Regions from separate parts of the Mus musculus genome. Here regions 2 and 3 are each linked to region 1. The links are chromatin contacts, called in public HiChIP or PLAC-seq and promoter capture Hi-C maps. All regions are on one chromosome and are shown on one strand. Each heading gives the region's core, a stretch centred on a gene start, on an enhancer-like site or on the middle of the called end of the contact. The rest is flanking DNA. Distances are from core to core; before and after follow the strand shown.

Region 1 (4,746 bases), core at 1,276-3,775:
CATGTAGATCAGGGTTGGCCTTGAACTCACAGAAATCCGTCTGCCTCTGTCTCCTAAATGCTGGGATTACAGATGTGTGTCTGTTTCCCATGCCCCACCCCTTAGTATGTGAGTCTAGTGGAATCCCTTCTGTGCACTTCACTGCAGATGTGCTGACGATGAAAACATCTGTAGAGATGTTTCGAGTCCTGTGCTCCCAGGGAGAAAAGGGCGAATTCAGCCGAGACAATGAGCAGGAGGTCAGTTTGAACCAGCGATGACACCCAGGGCAGCCCAGCAAGAGGCAAACAACACCTCACTGAAGGACAGGTTTTTTTTTTTTTTGAGACCCTTAGTGTTTCCTCATGACCCAACCCCCCTTAGATATCTGGTTCTTCTCATTGGCCACACTGTGTGGATGTGCAAGAGGGGATGAGACTCCAGGCATAGCGTGGTCCTGCCCATGTAGGGCAACATCTGAGCTTTTTGTGATCTTGCTGCAGCTTTGACTCTCTCTGCATTTACATCTCACACCTGCTTGTTGATGGGTTTGAATTGGATTTGGGACGCCCAAATAAAAAGTGACCTTAGCCAGGTAGTGGTGGTGCACATCTTTAATCCTAGCACTCTGAAAGCAAAGGCAGTCCTTGGTTTCCACGTAGTTTGGGGATGGGGGAAGGCTTCTTTGCTGTTTGCCACTGCGCTGTGGCCCAGGCTAGCTGGCTCTGAGCTCCAGCTTCGGGGTCCTCCTGTCTCTGCCTCCCATCTGGCTATCAGAGCGCTGGTGTTGCCCACACACACCACCTCCAGCATTTTTATGTGGCCTTTGAACACGAGAAGGCAGGCCACTAGGCTGTGTGGTGGGCGCTCTCCTGGCCCCCACTCTTCCCACTACATCCCATGTCATCTGCACACAGAGCCCCAGTGTCCAAGGTGTGTTTATGACCCGCGGTTGAGACTTGGGTTGTTTTTGTAAGAGTCTCTCTCCATTTATCTCTGCTTACATTAGGTGAAAGTCAATCTCACACAGACATTCCCTTCTCCGACTCTGGGCTGGCTAACTCAGAAAAGTGTCCTGTGGACCTGGCCCTCATTCAGTCTCACCTATCTCCATCCGTCCCCAACACAAATTCCTTTTTGCAAGTTCCCTATTGTTTCTGGGTTCAGCCCAACACCAAACATCAGACCAGGAAACCCAAAGCAAGATTCCCTATGTGACAGGTGCATATCAAACTGGGCTACATCCTAAGACCTTCCCACCTCACAAAAGGCTCCACAGAGGCCCCTGCTGTCTTTGTAAAGTGAAAACATCACAGGCATTTCTAGATATCTGCAGGATATTGGCTCCAGTATCACCCAGCTATCAAACCAGATATCAAAACCCAAGGATGTCCCTTCTTCTAACCTGCATTTTAAATTTTTAATTTTACGTGTATGAGTGTTTTGCCTGTATATATGTCAGTATACCATGTGCGTGTCTGGTGCCTGCCTGCAGAGACCAGAAGAGGGCACTTGATCCTCTGGAAGTGGAGTTATTGACAATTGTGAGCTACCAGGTAGGTGCTGGAATTCGAACTGGGGTCTGCCGGGAGAGCCGCCAGCCTGTGCTTACTCACCGAACCATCTCTCCAGCCTCACCCAGAACCTGCGTTTTTGACATGCTGGCCAAAGCTATACACAACCTATATTCCCCAGGGAAATAAACTAATGGAAGGAGTGGACTTCAACCATAGGTACCAGGATGCTGAGAGAAGCCAGATGCAATAGAACATTCAGGAAACGGAGACCTTTGATGGTGGCCAGGATGAGGGTCACTCTGACTTGGGGTACCTGGGGTTAGTCCCAACTAACTGGCCAAGCTCTGTTTTGAATTTGTTCAAGTTAGGTAGGCAGACTTGCTTCATGGGAATTTATCAAGTTGCAACCAAACATGCTTCTCTATATTTGTGTTACGTTCTAAGGTTTTCTAGAAGTCTCCCTTCGGCCACCAAGTTTACTTTGGATATTTGGGGATACTTCAGTCAGTTCCATTGGTAAGTGACCTGCTTTTTCTTTCTTCTTTCATTTATTTTGAGATAGAATCTCGTAGCTCTGGCTGTCCTGGAACTCTATGTCGACAGGCTGGCCTTGAACTCACAGAGTTTTGCCTTCCCTCTGCCTTTGGAGTGCTGGGATTAAAGGCGCGTGTACACCGGTTCTAGCCCTGCGTGTTTGTTTTCCATCTCACCCCAGAGCACCGCAGTTGCAGCGTGTTCCTCCCCGTCCTTGATTATTTGAAGCCACAGGGAGGATGTCAGAAAACAGAAGGTTCATCCCCAGGGTGCAGCAGCTGCTTTTGTGTTAAGGTGGCCGTCACAGCCATCCCACACGGGTGGAAAACTCGAAGCCTAGCCTACTGCACTCAGTAAGCGTGACCTCATGTCACTCTGGGTCAACCGGTGTGGGACTCCAGCTTCAGGCCCGCCTCTTTGCAAGCAGAGGGTGACATGGCCCCGTTGTCAGGTCAGGTGGAGGAGGAAGTGAGGAGCTGGGGGCATGAGGCTTGCCTGCCCTGAGAGTGGCACTCACCAAGTTATGCATTAACCAGGGATCAGCCCTGTGGCAGGCCGGGACTGCAATAGCAAACCGAAAGGAGATGTTTATAGCTGGCGAGTGGATGTCTAATAAATTACCTCTCCTGCCAAAAAAATGTGCCCTCTCCCCTTTGCATGTCACCTTGTCACAAAATTGAAATGTCAGGTGAGCAAATACCAGGGTCCGACAAGCAAAGAGACCCCCTCCTCCCGACAGGAGGGTCACAAAGCTTCCCTCTTCCTGACCTGAGAGTTTCATTATCACCCGGGAACAGATTGTGTGGATAATACGGGGCCCCGGGGGCTGAGGGAGCCAGGGAGGTCCAGGAGGCCAAGGGAGGATAGGGTGCCCAGGTGGTGTGAGCTAATGGGTAGCACCCTGGATGTGCGAAGCCTGCTCAGGAATTGAATATTCTGTGTTTCTTGTTCTAGGGCAGCAAAAAGCAACAGCGTGTGGGGGTAGGGGTGGGGGTGGGGTTGGGGGTGGGGGTGGGGGTGGGGTGAGTGGCTTTCGTCATGGGCCCCGATGCCACTCACATTGAGCAGCCCTCCTGAGGATATGAGTACCGTCACTTCCAAAATTCTGGGGAGTGAGACAGGGGAGGGAGAAATTGAGCCCCGCGGGAATGGCCCGCTGCCCGTTCATCCTGAGGCCCTATCTGTACCCATAAAGCGGAGGTGAGTTCTGACCCACGTTGGCGCATCTCCCTCCCATCCCTCCATCTCCCTTTCTCACCCTCCCCTGCCTCCTTTCGCATTTCTCTTCCTCGACTATCTATTAAGCACCAAGTGTGTGCGGTCTCTGCGGGAGCAGCATGGTATGCAGAAAGAACGCAGAGTGTGGATCTTGCTGCGTGCATTTACCACCGGTTGGGAGAGACCCAAGCATGCAGGGCCACCTCTGACCACAGGTGGCCAGTGACCTCTTGGGAAGTCCCTTTCTAGGCAGATACAAGCGGTGAGATCAGGGCTCGGGGAGCAGGTGGGTGCTCTCGCTTTGGGCAGGAGCAGCAGCTCATGGGCAGGGGCTGTGTGGAAAGGCCAGGCATCCCCTGGCCATGGACAAAGCCTGATGCCGTCTTCTCTTGGAGGCAGCTCGATTTGTCTAAAGGTGCCTGGGCTTTACAACCAAACTTGAAAAATAATCAATCACGAAGTACATATAAGGCAAGGCTTCCCATCTTAACTGTTAAATGCACGCTGTCAGCATTATTACATTCACACGGCTACAGAGCCGTCACCGGCGGCCCTGTCTAGAACGGTTTTCATTTTGCAGGATGGAGACTGCACTTCTTAAACAGTTGCTCCCCGTTCCCCACTCCTCTAGGTCCCGGAAGCCTCCATTCTACTTCCCGTCTGTCTCCAGACTGACTGCTCTAAGGATCTCACAGAAGCAGAATTCTCAAAGCTTTGTCCTTTGGTCATGGTCTTATTTAACTTTTATATGTGTGTCTTCCAGCTTCACTCTTGAGGTGACACAAGCCCTGGCTTCCTTCCTTTTTAAGGGAACGTGTCCCATCAAGCTTGGTTTGCTCATATGTAGTAGGTCTTTGGGTTCCTTACACTAAAGTCACTAAGAGTATGCCATTTGGAAATATCCAATGTCCAGACATTTAAACAAATAGGAAGCCTGTCTGTCTGTCTGTCTGTCTGTCCAGCTGGGACCGAGCCATGAGCTCTGAAGTGTCTGGGTGAGGTGGGAGACAGCAGAGGAGAGACATGGTCGAGCCTGTGGAGGCGGATGTGCCCGGAGCGCCTGCCTAGCTCCAGCTTGTGTGCAGAGAGGATCCAGCCGTAACCTTGTGGTGCTTGGCTTTGGCCTGGAGGTCTTAAGCTGGAGTCTTTTTATCCTTTTATCCCAGTATATTGCTACAGCTTTGGTTCCGAATATCCTCTGATGGTTGACATGTTGGAGGCTTGGTCTCAGCCCATGGGATTAATGGGAGGTAGAGAGCTTTGAGGAGGTAAGGCCTACTAGAAGGAGGTTAGGTGACAGGGAGTGTGACAGGGTCCTTGAAAGGACCACTGGGACTCTGACCTCCCCGTGAGATTGCATCTTGGCCATAAAGGGGCAAACGGCTTCCTCTGCTGTGTGCCCCCACCATGATCTGCCACGTGCTGCCACAGGCCCAAAGCAAGAAAGCAAGACGGCAGCCTGAACCAAGAGCCAAATCAAAGCGTCCCTCCTTAGAAG
Region 2 (4,746 bases), core at 800-3,299, 230 kb before region 1:
TGACAGGGTAGAGCTCAGGCTAGTAGGCTTTTATCATCCACAGAGCCAACTGGTCAACTTTCTCACAACATTTTAATGTGGGGGAAAAAATAAGGCTTACAAGGGAAACATTGCATTGGGTAGTTAATACATTTAAATATGTTATGTTTGGGATCTTGAGATGTTTGAATCTGTCAGCTTATAAAACATTTGTTATTTTTATAATTTCTTCTTTTTTTTCTAGGTAAATATTCGCTCGTTTTATTAGCACCACGCTCTAACCAACTGAGCTAACCGGCCAGAGACTCACTCGTTTTATTATTTTTATGCGAGTGAGTGTTTGGCCTGGATGTATGGCTGTGTCCTATATACATCCCTTGTGCACATGAAGGCCAGAAGAGGATGTTGGATCCCCTGTAATTGAACTTAAGACAGTTGTGAGCTGCCATATGGGTGCTAGGAACCAAACTTGGGTCTTCTATACGAGTGGCCGATGCTCTTATCTGCTGAGCCACCTCTTAAGCCACTAAATATTCATTTCTGTACCTCATGGCTTTTCTTTCTTTCTTTCTTTCTTTCTTTCTTTCTTTCTTTCTTTCTTTCTTTCTTTCTTTCTTTCTCCCTTTCTTTCTTTCTTTCTTTCTTTCTTTCTTTCTTTGTTTCTTTCTTTCTTTCTTTCCTCTTTCTTTCTTTCTTTCTTTCTTTCTTTCTTTCTTTCTTTCTTTCTTTCTTTTTAAAATGGAGTAAGGGTTTCTTTTTTTTTTTTTAAGATTTATTTATTTATTATATGTAAGTACACTGTAGCTGTCTTCAGACACTCCAGAAGAGGGAGTCAGATCTTCTTACAGATGGTTGTGAGCCACCATGTGGTTGCTGGGATTTGAACTCCGGACCTTCGGAAGAGCAGTCGGGTGCTCTTACCCACTGAGCCATCTCACCAGCCCTCTTTCTTTTTTTAAATTGTTTTTTTCAAATATTTTATTTTTGTTTTATGTATATGAATACACTGTCACTGCCTACAGATATACAAGAAGAGGGCTTCAGATTCCATTATAGATGGTTGTGAGCCACCTCATGGTTGCTGGGAATTGAACTCAGAACCTCTGGAAGAGCAGCCAGTGTTCTTAACTGCGAGCCATCTCTCTAGCCCCTACTTCATGGTTTTTCAATGTCAAGTTAACCTCATTATCTGAAAATAGAGGCAATAATACAGAACTTGTACAGTCATACTAAAATATATGTATAGTAGATTTGAAAATTATGAGAACCAAGTGGGGTTTTTGTTGTCATTCTTTTTAATTTAAGACCCAGGGGCAGAGAGATATAAAATAAAAGAACCCCGATGGGGCTGGTGAGATGGCTCAGTGGGTAAGAGCACCCGACTGCTCTTCCGAAGGTCAGGAGTTCAAATCCCAGCAACCACATGGTGGCTCACAACCATCCGTAACGAGATCTGGCGCCCTCTTCTGGAGTGTCTGAAGACAGCTTCAGTGTACTTACATATAATAAATAAATTAAAAAAAAAAAAAAAAAAAAAAAAAGAACCCCGATGGCTGAGTCTCCCATTAATCTTAAGTTATTCAAAGATACCAGAATGGATTTTTTTTCTTTTCTTAGCTTTCTGGTGTTTTGAGACAGGATTTCACTATAGCCCAGGCTGGCCCTAGGTCTCCAGTTCTTAGCCTCCTTGGCTTGTATCACACATGTGGCCAATAATGAATTCTTTTGTTTTGAGACAGAGTTTCTCTGTGTAGCCCTGGCTATCCTAGAACTCTCTTTGTAGACCAGGCTGGCCTTGAACTTAGAGCTCCACCTACCTCTGCCTCCCAAGTGCTGCCAGCAACATATTCTCTCTTTTTTTAAACTTTATTTTATGTGTATGAGTATCCCATTTGCATGCCAGCCAGGGAATCATATCACATTATAGATGGTCAGGTTGCTGAGAGTTGAACTCAGGACCTCTAGAAGAGTAGCCAGTGCTCTTAACTGCTGAGACATCTCTCCAGCCCCAGCCATGTATTATTAATGTCTAGCCTCCTGGAGCTTGTCTTAGTCAGTTTCCTGTTGCAGCGACAAAATACCCCACGAGGGAGTCAGTCGGTTTACAGAAGGAAGGGTTTAGTGTACTTACCACCACAGCAGGGAGGCTTGGCGGCAAACTGCAGGCTCAGTAGGAGGGGCAGGAAGCTGAGAGCTCACATTTTCAAACACAAGCTCAAAGCATCAAGAGCATTCTCAAAATGGCCATTTCTAGAGGTCAACACGCTTCCCCCCCCCACCCCCCAGCCCCAGTGACCTACGTTCTCCAGTAAAGTCACACCTTCTAGTCCTCCACAGACAATGTTACCGTAAATTGGGGGCCAAGTGTTTAACTATTTGAGCCTATGGGAGATGTTTCTTATTCGAACTGAATAGCGCTTTTTTTTTTCTCCCATTGTAGCACTGGCTAGCCTGAGACTCACTATGTAGACCAGGCTGGCTTCTGATGCGCACCCAGCCTGGACAGCATTTCTATGAGGCCGTCTATTTTAGCTGAGGTTGTGATTCTCCATCTGCGGCTGCCCTGGGGCTTTAATCTAGATCATAGATGAGCCGGGGAGTAAGGGTAGGGAGCCTTCCACACAGAGTGTGGAGTCCAGTCACATAATCCAAGAAAAGGAGTGGAGCCCCCTGATGGGCAGAGACGGAGCTGCCCCAGGCTTGCTGACTGATGTCTGTACAAACATATTTGCTTGCACCCGGTGTGACATGCCTAGGACCAGCGTGTTTCTGACTTGGGGAGTTTTTCAAATTTGGGAATGTGTCCACAGACTTGACTTGTCTAAGTTTTGGCTTCAGACTTGCATTCGGGGTGCACAACAATTACCTGGGTTTCTGGGAAACTCTCCTTCAGTGTACCATCCGTCACCCTAGAGATAGATCCCCTCTCTCTCTTAGCCCCATGAAGGACATTTAGAGTCCACAAAGCTCTCTCACACAAATCTCGTTTATTTCTAACAGTACCAGTCAATATACATTGGGTGCTTGGACTGTCTTTTGAAGATATCTCTTGACCTTAAGCTCTGTCTTTGGTGTTGGTGGTACACAGTGTTTCTTGTTCTCCATGGCAAAATGTCTCCTTTTCCATCAAAAAACAAAGCAGGTGGGAGTCCCTAAGTTTAATCCCCTGCCAACAAGAGTACAGAAGATTGCTGGTTACTGATCTCTCAAAATAGACTCTGTGGTTCCAGGTAGGTCAGCCACACCTCAGTATATGGCCCCACACCCAGAGAAGTACATGGAAGGCACAAGCTGGAGTTGGGAGAAATTTACATTTAAAAAACAAAAGGGAACTCAAATGGATGGGGAGATGAGTGTGAATTCAGAAGAAGTGAAAATAGTATTAAATATATAGTATATATTCTAAAGGATTGCTGGGCGGTGGTGGCTCAGATCTTTAATCCCAGCACTCAGGAAGCCAAGGCAGAGAGAGCTCTGAGTTTGAGGCCAGCCTGGTCTAGAGAGAGAGAGTTCTAGGACAGTCAGGACTACGTAAAACAAAAAACAAAAACAACAACAAAAATCTAAAGAGTTAATAAACTTTTATTTTCTTTTTTATTCATTTTTTAAAATTGGTTATTTTATTTATTTACAGTTCAAATGTTATCCCTCTCCCCAGTTTCCCCTCCACAAATACAATTTTATTTTCAAAAAGAATATACTTCTTGAAAAAAAAAAAACAAACAAAAAAGAATATACTAATGAGAGATTATTTTTTAAAAAACAGAATAGTTTCCTATACATAAAAACAATTAAATTTTTATGTTCTGAGCTCGTTTGAGGGGAAATAAGCCATGGTTTAAACTAACTTGGGGAAATGCCTTGTGGAGAGTTGGTGGCAGTATCACTTAGCAACTTGATCCAAATCAATGCAACCAATTGTCACATCAGTATCAAAGGAGTGCTATTGATCGTTTCTATTAGAGTAGATAGAACTGAAGGTGTTGCCCTGCCTGTGGAAATGGTATTGACCGAACTTTCATGACAGTGTGCTGCTGTCTGAGGAAGAGTCAGGTCAAGTCAGGATTTAGCATCACCTCTTTGAGGGTGTCTGCCCGGAAACATGTTCCCATGGGTTCCAAATCTGTGTCATCCAAGCTCAAAAAAAAAAAAAAAAAGAGGGGCCAGAGAGAAAGGTTAGCAGCACTGGCTACTCTTGCAGTGGATCCCAGGTTCAATTCCCAGCACCTCCATGGTACTCACAACCATCTGTAAACCTATACCCTCCCTTTTGGTTTTTGTTTTTTGTTTTTTGTTTTTTTTTTTCCAAGACAGGGTTTCTCTGTGTAGCCCTGGCTGTCTCAAACCAAAGCAAAGCAAACCGGGGGAGAGGGGGGGAGAGTTGATGTGAGAAAGTATGTTTTGGACATAAGGGTGACACAAGACACTTGAACATCTCTGAGAAACGAATCCCCAAACCAATCCCCTACAATCAATCCCCTAGCCTGAGAGGGGTGACCATAGAGGTGGGGAAAGCAATTTATAGCCACACAGCGCCACCTGCTGCTCACCACGGAGTAAAGAGCCCAGTGTGAAATCAGGGAGAGCCGTGGACTCTGAGCCCCAGATATTGAGGGAAGTTAAGTGTGGCTGTGCTAGTTTGTCCTGTGACGTGTGAGCATAAAGGCACCTCGGGGGATTGGCTGCATCTATAAATGTCTGCCAACTGGGAGCCATCTGATAAAATGGGAGGTTTGAGACACATGTTGACTCACAGACAAGGCTCTC
Region 3 (4,746 bases), core at 1,177-3,676, 140 kb before region 1:
AAAGCCAGCACCGACTACTCACAGAATCCGGCCTCCCCAACGTTAATGTTTCCCCTGACAGGTTACAAGACAAACACTTAAGTTTGCCTGAGTTTTAAAAGGTTATTTCCTTTGCCCCACTTGAATGGCCAATGAAGACATTAAGTCCAATTGGCAAAGTGAAAGGGGGGGTGAGGCCAGCTACTTAGTCAAAGAAAGGCGCTCTACTCACTTAACCTGCTTGTTGACAATGATGCCCACGGCATGCTGGGTGACATTGTAGACTCTTCCGGTTTTGCCGTGGTAGCACTTATGGGGCATTCCTTTTTGAACAGTGCCCATTCCCTAGTCAACAGAAAAAGTATTATTCCAGAAATTCCTCTTTTCAAATCCTTGTAACTAACCAAGGCTCCCTTTCAAGGTCAGCTCAAGAACTCTCAGAGCCGGTGAAATGTGGTTTTCACATTGCATCAAGCAATCAAACAGACAATCATCATTAAGTTCCAGAGCGACAGAATCTGTTCAACGACCCATCAAAGGACACGGCCTTCACGGGGGGTTCCGTAACACTGCCATCTTTAATAACAAATATTATCTTCATATGGGGGTCTAACTGTACAGCCTCATCTGGCCTTGAACTAGAGAAATCTGCTTGCCTTTGCACTGAGTGCTAGCTAGGCTCAAAGGCATGAGGCAGCGCTCTCAATTCCTAATAAGGTTATTTTTAACTGTATCTTTTACTTTTCCCCCATCCTGGGCTATTAACTTCAAGTAATTAAATCACAATTCCTAACACGTGTGCCCTTCCCTCCACTCCATCAACTTACCTTGATGTCTACAATATCACCCTTCTTGTAGATTCGCATGTATGTGGCCAAAGGAACAACGCCTGCAAAAGGAAAAAAAAAAAAAATCAAGACTTCTAGAACCACAGGTACACTTTCATGAGTATACCAGTTTCCAACCCAAGTCCACATTCGGCAGTTACATACACTGTAAAGGACAATGTCTCTGACAAGCAAAGCCAGACTAAGACATGCCACTTCTCCTCAGGCACAGACATAACAAACTTACCATGTTTCCTAAAAGGCCTAGAGAACATGTACCGGGTGCCTCTCCTCTTTCCCTTTGTGTTCGTCATTTTGGCGAGTTACTGAAACCAGAAAAGTTATCAGTCAAATAACAATTCACAGTTTATGTTATTAACTGTCCCAATAACCACACCCCCAAAAGTCATCTTGTCGCACAGGGCAGGCCCTCTCAACCTCAGCACCTCCGTCAACCTTCCAAATCACAGGAATTGAAAATGGGTGCCCACAATTCCTCTTAGCAAAAGAGGCCAAATTCTATCATTAGCACCATCAGACTGGATGCTAGAACTTAAGCCAATACATTGCAACCTGCAACTCCAGGGTAACTTGAAGACCACCAAACTCAGCCTCTTTGATGCTGTTTAATTCCATTTTACTACAGTAGCTTTCTATCAACAATCTCTTAATCGCACACCTGCACTTTCGAATGCTATTAGGAAGCATGCATAGAAAACCACATTCCAACTAAATTTAAATGCTAATTTAACACCATCTACGAACTTACCTACTACACATATTTAGAACCAGATCGTGTATTCCCACAAACCAACAAGGTTTGGATTACTCCAGTCATCCAGGGCAGAAATACCCGCCATTCCTAACCACAAGGGAAGCTCCAAAGCATGGTGTACTAGACATAACCCCTTGCCCTTGTAGTCTTAAGCAGCCTTAATGTTACCTTCCTTCCCCACGCTCGTCTTCTAGGGCCAAAATTCCTAAGTGTTTCATGTATCCAGAGGAAGGGTCCCCATTACATCATTACCAGGCTGACCCGGCGGGCACCCTCCTCGCCCGAGCCAATTCCAGGCTTCGGCACCCCGGCATCGTTAAGACCCAAGCAGAATCCTAAGTCCCAGCCCGACAGCACATGCTCAAGTCTGGGGTTGGGCGGACGCCCGGCAACCAAGACTGCGCCAGGCCCGGCTCCCCCGGATAGAAGCTCCCTAGCATACACCGCCCAGGGCAGTGACCTCCAGACGGTCTCCCCACGCCCCTAACACGCAGTCTCTGCGGCGTGGGCGCCACACGCAGCGTGTGTGGAGAACAAGACGAGAGAGCCACGCGCGTACCAACCTGGAAGATGGCTGCGGCGGCCGAAAGGAGGAGGGCGGGGCTGCGCGCTCTTACAAGGCCCGAGGGCTGCCCGCGAAGCTGCCTGAAGAGAAACGCCGGGCCCGCGAGGCTGGTCGAGAGAACCTCATCGTCCCGATAACCTGGAGACGCCGTGAGGACACGCTCCCCGGCGCAGATTAAAGGCAGCAGGCCAACAGAAACTCACTCAGGCATCCTGCTAGACATCCCGGAATGGGGCCCTCGCGGGCGTGGAGCCGGACGCGACTTCCGTAGCGTGCTGACGTTACCTTGCGTCGTGTGACGTAGGAGGCACCGCCTCTCTGGGTTGCCCAGCGTTTTGCGGTGTGGTACTTGTTAGTGTTAGTGTCTCCTGAGTTTCCAGGCCATCCTGAGCCACATAGGCGAGACCCTGTCTCAAACAAAACAAAACGCCTCACTTTGGTTTTCTTTCCTCTCATACCTGTAGCTCGAGCCTATCTAGAGACTAGCCTATCTTGTCTATTAATTGTACAAAATAATAGGTTTCATTTTGACATCTTAAGACAGGCGTGTGTGTAAAGTACTCTCATCATAGGCACCCCATTAGCCTTTTCCTTCCCTTCCTGTCTCCCTGGCTGTAGATAAGGGTGTTTAGTCAGTCATACTGGAAGCAGTATTCCTAATAATCTATGGGGATAACCGAATTGGATATTACGAGCGCTCGAATAATAGATGAGGACTTTGAGAGATGAACATTGTTATTTTTATAATAGCTATTCGGATCGTCATTCCACATATGCAGTAGTGCCCCACTTAAAATTGGAGACATTAATTTCTGTCCTTAGTATGCGTTCTTGGGAAGGTAATTCCCACCTTCAGCAAAACAAGAAACTAGCGTGCTGGTTCAGCCAGGAGGCTGGAGTGAGTGCACGTCTTAAGCTGAGATCTCTGCCAAGCCATGCTCACGGACAGCCTGCTGACCGGAGTCTTCTGCCTGCTTCCAAGCTTCATCCTTGAATATTTATGAACTCTGAAAACCACTGTATCCGGCTAATAAACCCCAATAATAAATTCGCTAAAATCCAGCGAGTGACATATCCAGCCAGGGTTAGGTTCTGCTGTTTGAAATCCCTACATGATGACCATTTAATTGGAAGGTTCTGTAATAAGACTGAAGCCCTAGCCGGGCGTGGTGGCGCAGGCCTTTAATCCCAGCACTTGGGAGGGCAGAGGCAGGCGGATTTCTGAGTTCGAGGCCAAGGCTGGTCTACAGAGTGAGTTCCAGGACAGCCAGGGCTATACAGAGAAACTCTCTTGAAAAACCAAAAAAAAAAAAAAAAAGAAAAAAAAAGACTGAAGCCCTATCTCAGTGTGTGAAAAACATAACTGATTTAATTAACCAGGAGTTTAATCCGAGGCTTCAATTATTGAGCAAACTTTAATATCTATGACCAAATTATGTACGGTTACTTATAATTAATTTTTATCTTGGTCATAACAAAATTTTATCCCCAAGGCAATTTTTGTTTGATTTTGAGATAGAGTCTCATTGTGTGGCTATGACTTATTTGGAACTCAGAGGAATCTGTCTCCCTCTGCTTTTTGAGATCTGCCTGCCTCTGCATTCTGGGTGCTGCGATTAAAGGTGGACACCATCATATCTGGCCTGATTTTTCTGTTCTTTAGCATATTACTTACTTTAGTTGATTTGGGTTGAGTGTAATCAAAATGATACTAGTGCTTGCCTAAGAGTTGAGAACATAAAGGTACTATACAAAAATTAACGCCAGGATTAAACATGTTCTTGCTCTGGGCCATTGTTTTAGACTTTACCAATCTTTACCTATTGCCTGTGATGTGTGTGTGTGTGTGTGTGTGTGTTTCGTGCCTCGGTGTATATGCACATACATATTCAGGTATATAAGTTGAGAGTTAAAACACTTACACTAAACGTGCAGACCCTAACTGTACAATTGGATTTTTTTGTACTAACATTTTTAAGCTTCATAACCTATACCTGCAGTCAATATTCAGAATGTTACCTCCTCCAAGACTCCTGGAACTTCTTCCTAGTCAATCAACTGTCCCATCAGAATCATGAAATATTCTCATTTCTGATTTCTTTTCTCTATTATTCCTCTTGTCTCTTTCTTTCATTAAACAAACAAAGGGGCTAGGGAATTGAATCGAAGACACAATGTATACCAGACAAGCGCTCCAAGGCTAAGCTACACCCCCGCCCAGTATCCCGATTTCTATAAAAATATTGTTGTTTAATTGCAGGTAAGCAGCACCATACAATTTATATGTTCTTTTCTCTCTCTCTCTCTCTCTCTCTCCCTCTCTCTCTCTCTCTGTCTCTTTTATCCTGCATAGTGTTTTTGAGATTCAGTCATGTTGCACATGTCAGTAGTTCAATACTACTTAATGCTAACTAGTATTGCTAACTAGCATTTAATGCTAACTAGTATTGCACTATGTGGATATGCTGAAATGTGACTTCATGCTCTTTTAACTAATATCAGGTGGGATACAGGACAATTTACTTTTCTCTTGATAAAGATTAAATATTTGTTCTCTCTCTTGATAAAGCCATGCAAGTTTTCGTGAACTTGTTCTTCAG

What was found. Promoter capture Hi-C pulls out the DNA fragments that hold promoters and counts their contacts. HiChIP or PLAC-seq counts read pairs in DNA pulled down with a chosen protein or histone mark.
Region 2: an HNF4G HiChIP or PLAC-seq map of pancreatic cancer cells shows a contact between it and region 1. The contact joins two enhancer-like sites. A contact is called at or near these places in 3 of 15 datasets of contacts at CTCF or cohesin (the NIH/3T3 cell line and embryonic stem cells), 6 of 484 Hi-C or Micro-C datasets (adipose-derived mesenchymal stem cells, bone marrow-derived macrophages, embryonic fibroblasts and 3 more) and 13 of 115 datasets of contacts at active chromatin or transcription factors (the 230-238 cell line, embryonic basal ganglia, embryonic limb bud and 8 more).
Region 3: a promoter capture Hi-C map of pre-B cells shows a contact between it and region 1. The contact joins the promoter of Rpl21 here to the enhancer-like site in region 1. A contact is called at or near these places in 16 of 39 promoter capture datasets (the 3T3-L1 cell line, the C10 cell line, the HPC-7 cell line and 9 more), 1 of 15 datasets of contacts at CTCF or cohesin (large pre-B cells), 35 of 484 Hi-C or Micro-C datasets (B cells, the C2C12 cell line, CD4 T cells and 26 more), 33 of 115 datasets of contacts at active chromatin or transcription factors (the 230-238 cell line, bone marrow-derived dendritic cells, bone marrow-derived macrophages and 19 more) and 3 of 9 other capture datasets (adipose tissue, liver and pancreatic islet).

What each region holds. Positions count from the first base shown.
Region 1 is chr5:146,685,855-146,690,600 of GRCm38.p6, reverse strand. No RefSeq gene overlaps it. Among named protein-coding and RNA genes, the nearest start is that of Gm34700, 12 kb to the left of the region's middle. Within about 2 kb of position 2,525, at least 55 of the 459 cell types and tissues checked have an H3K27ac peak or open chromatin away from gene starts, as enhancers often do. A contact at or near this core is called in the 230-238 cell line, B cells, the G1E-ER4 cell line and 6 more, where this site is marked.
Region 2 is chr5:146,914,359-146,919,104 of GRCm38.p6, reverse strand. No RefSeq gene overlaps it. Among named protein-coding and RNA genes, the nearest start is that of Gm10858, 20 kb to the right of the region's middle. Within about 2 kb of position 2,049, at least 22 of the 459 cell types and tissues checked have an H3K27ac peak or open chromatin away from gene starts, as enhancers often do. A contact at or near this core is called in pancreatic cancer cells, where this site is marked.
Region 3 is chr5:146,830,570-146,835,315 of GRCm38.p6, reverse strand. Rpl21 (ribosomal protein L21) reads right to left here and starts at 2,426. Exons shown (of 6, transcript NM_019647.6): 1 at 2,145-2,426; 2 at 1,054-1,132; 3 at 807-868; 4 at 212-324. The coding sequence starts at 1,120. It overlaps LOC115490268 (a small nucleolar RNA gene), which reads right to left and starts at 482; the gene lies at 412-482. LOC115490276 (a small nucleolar RNA gene) reads right to left here and starts at 172; the gene lies at 44-172.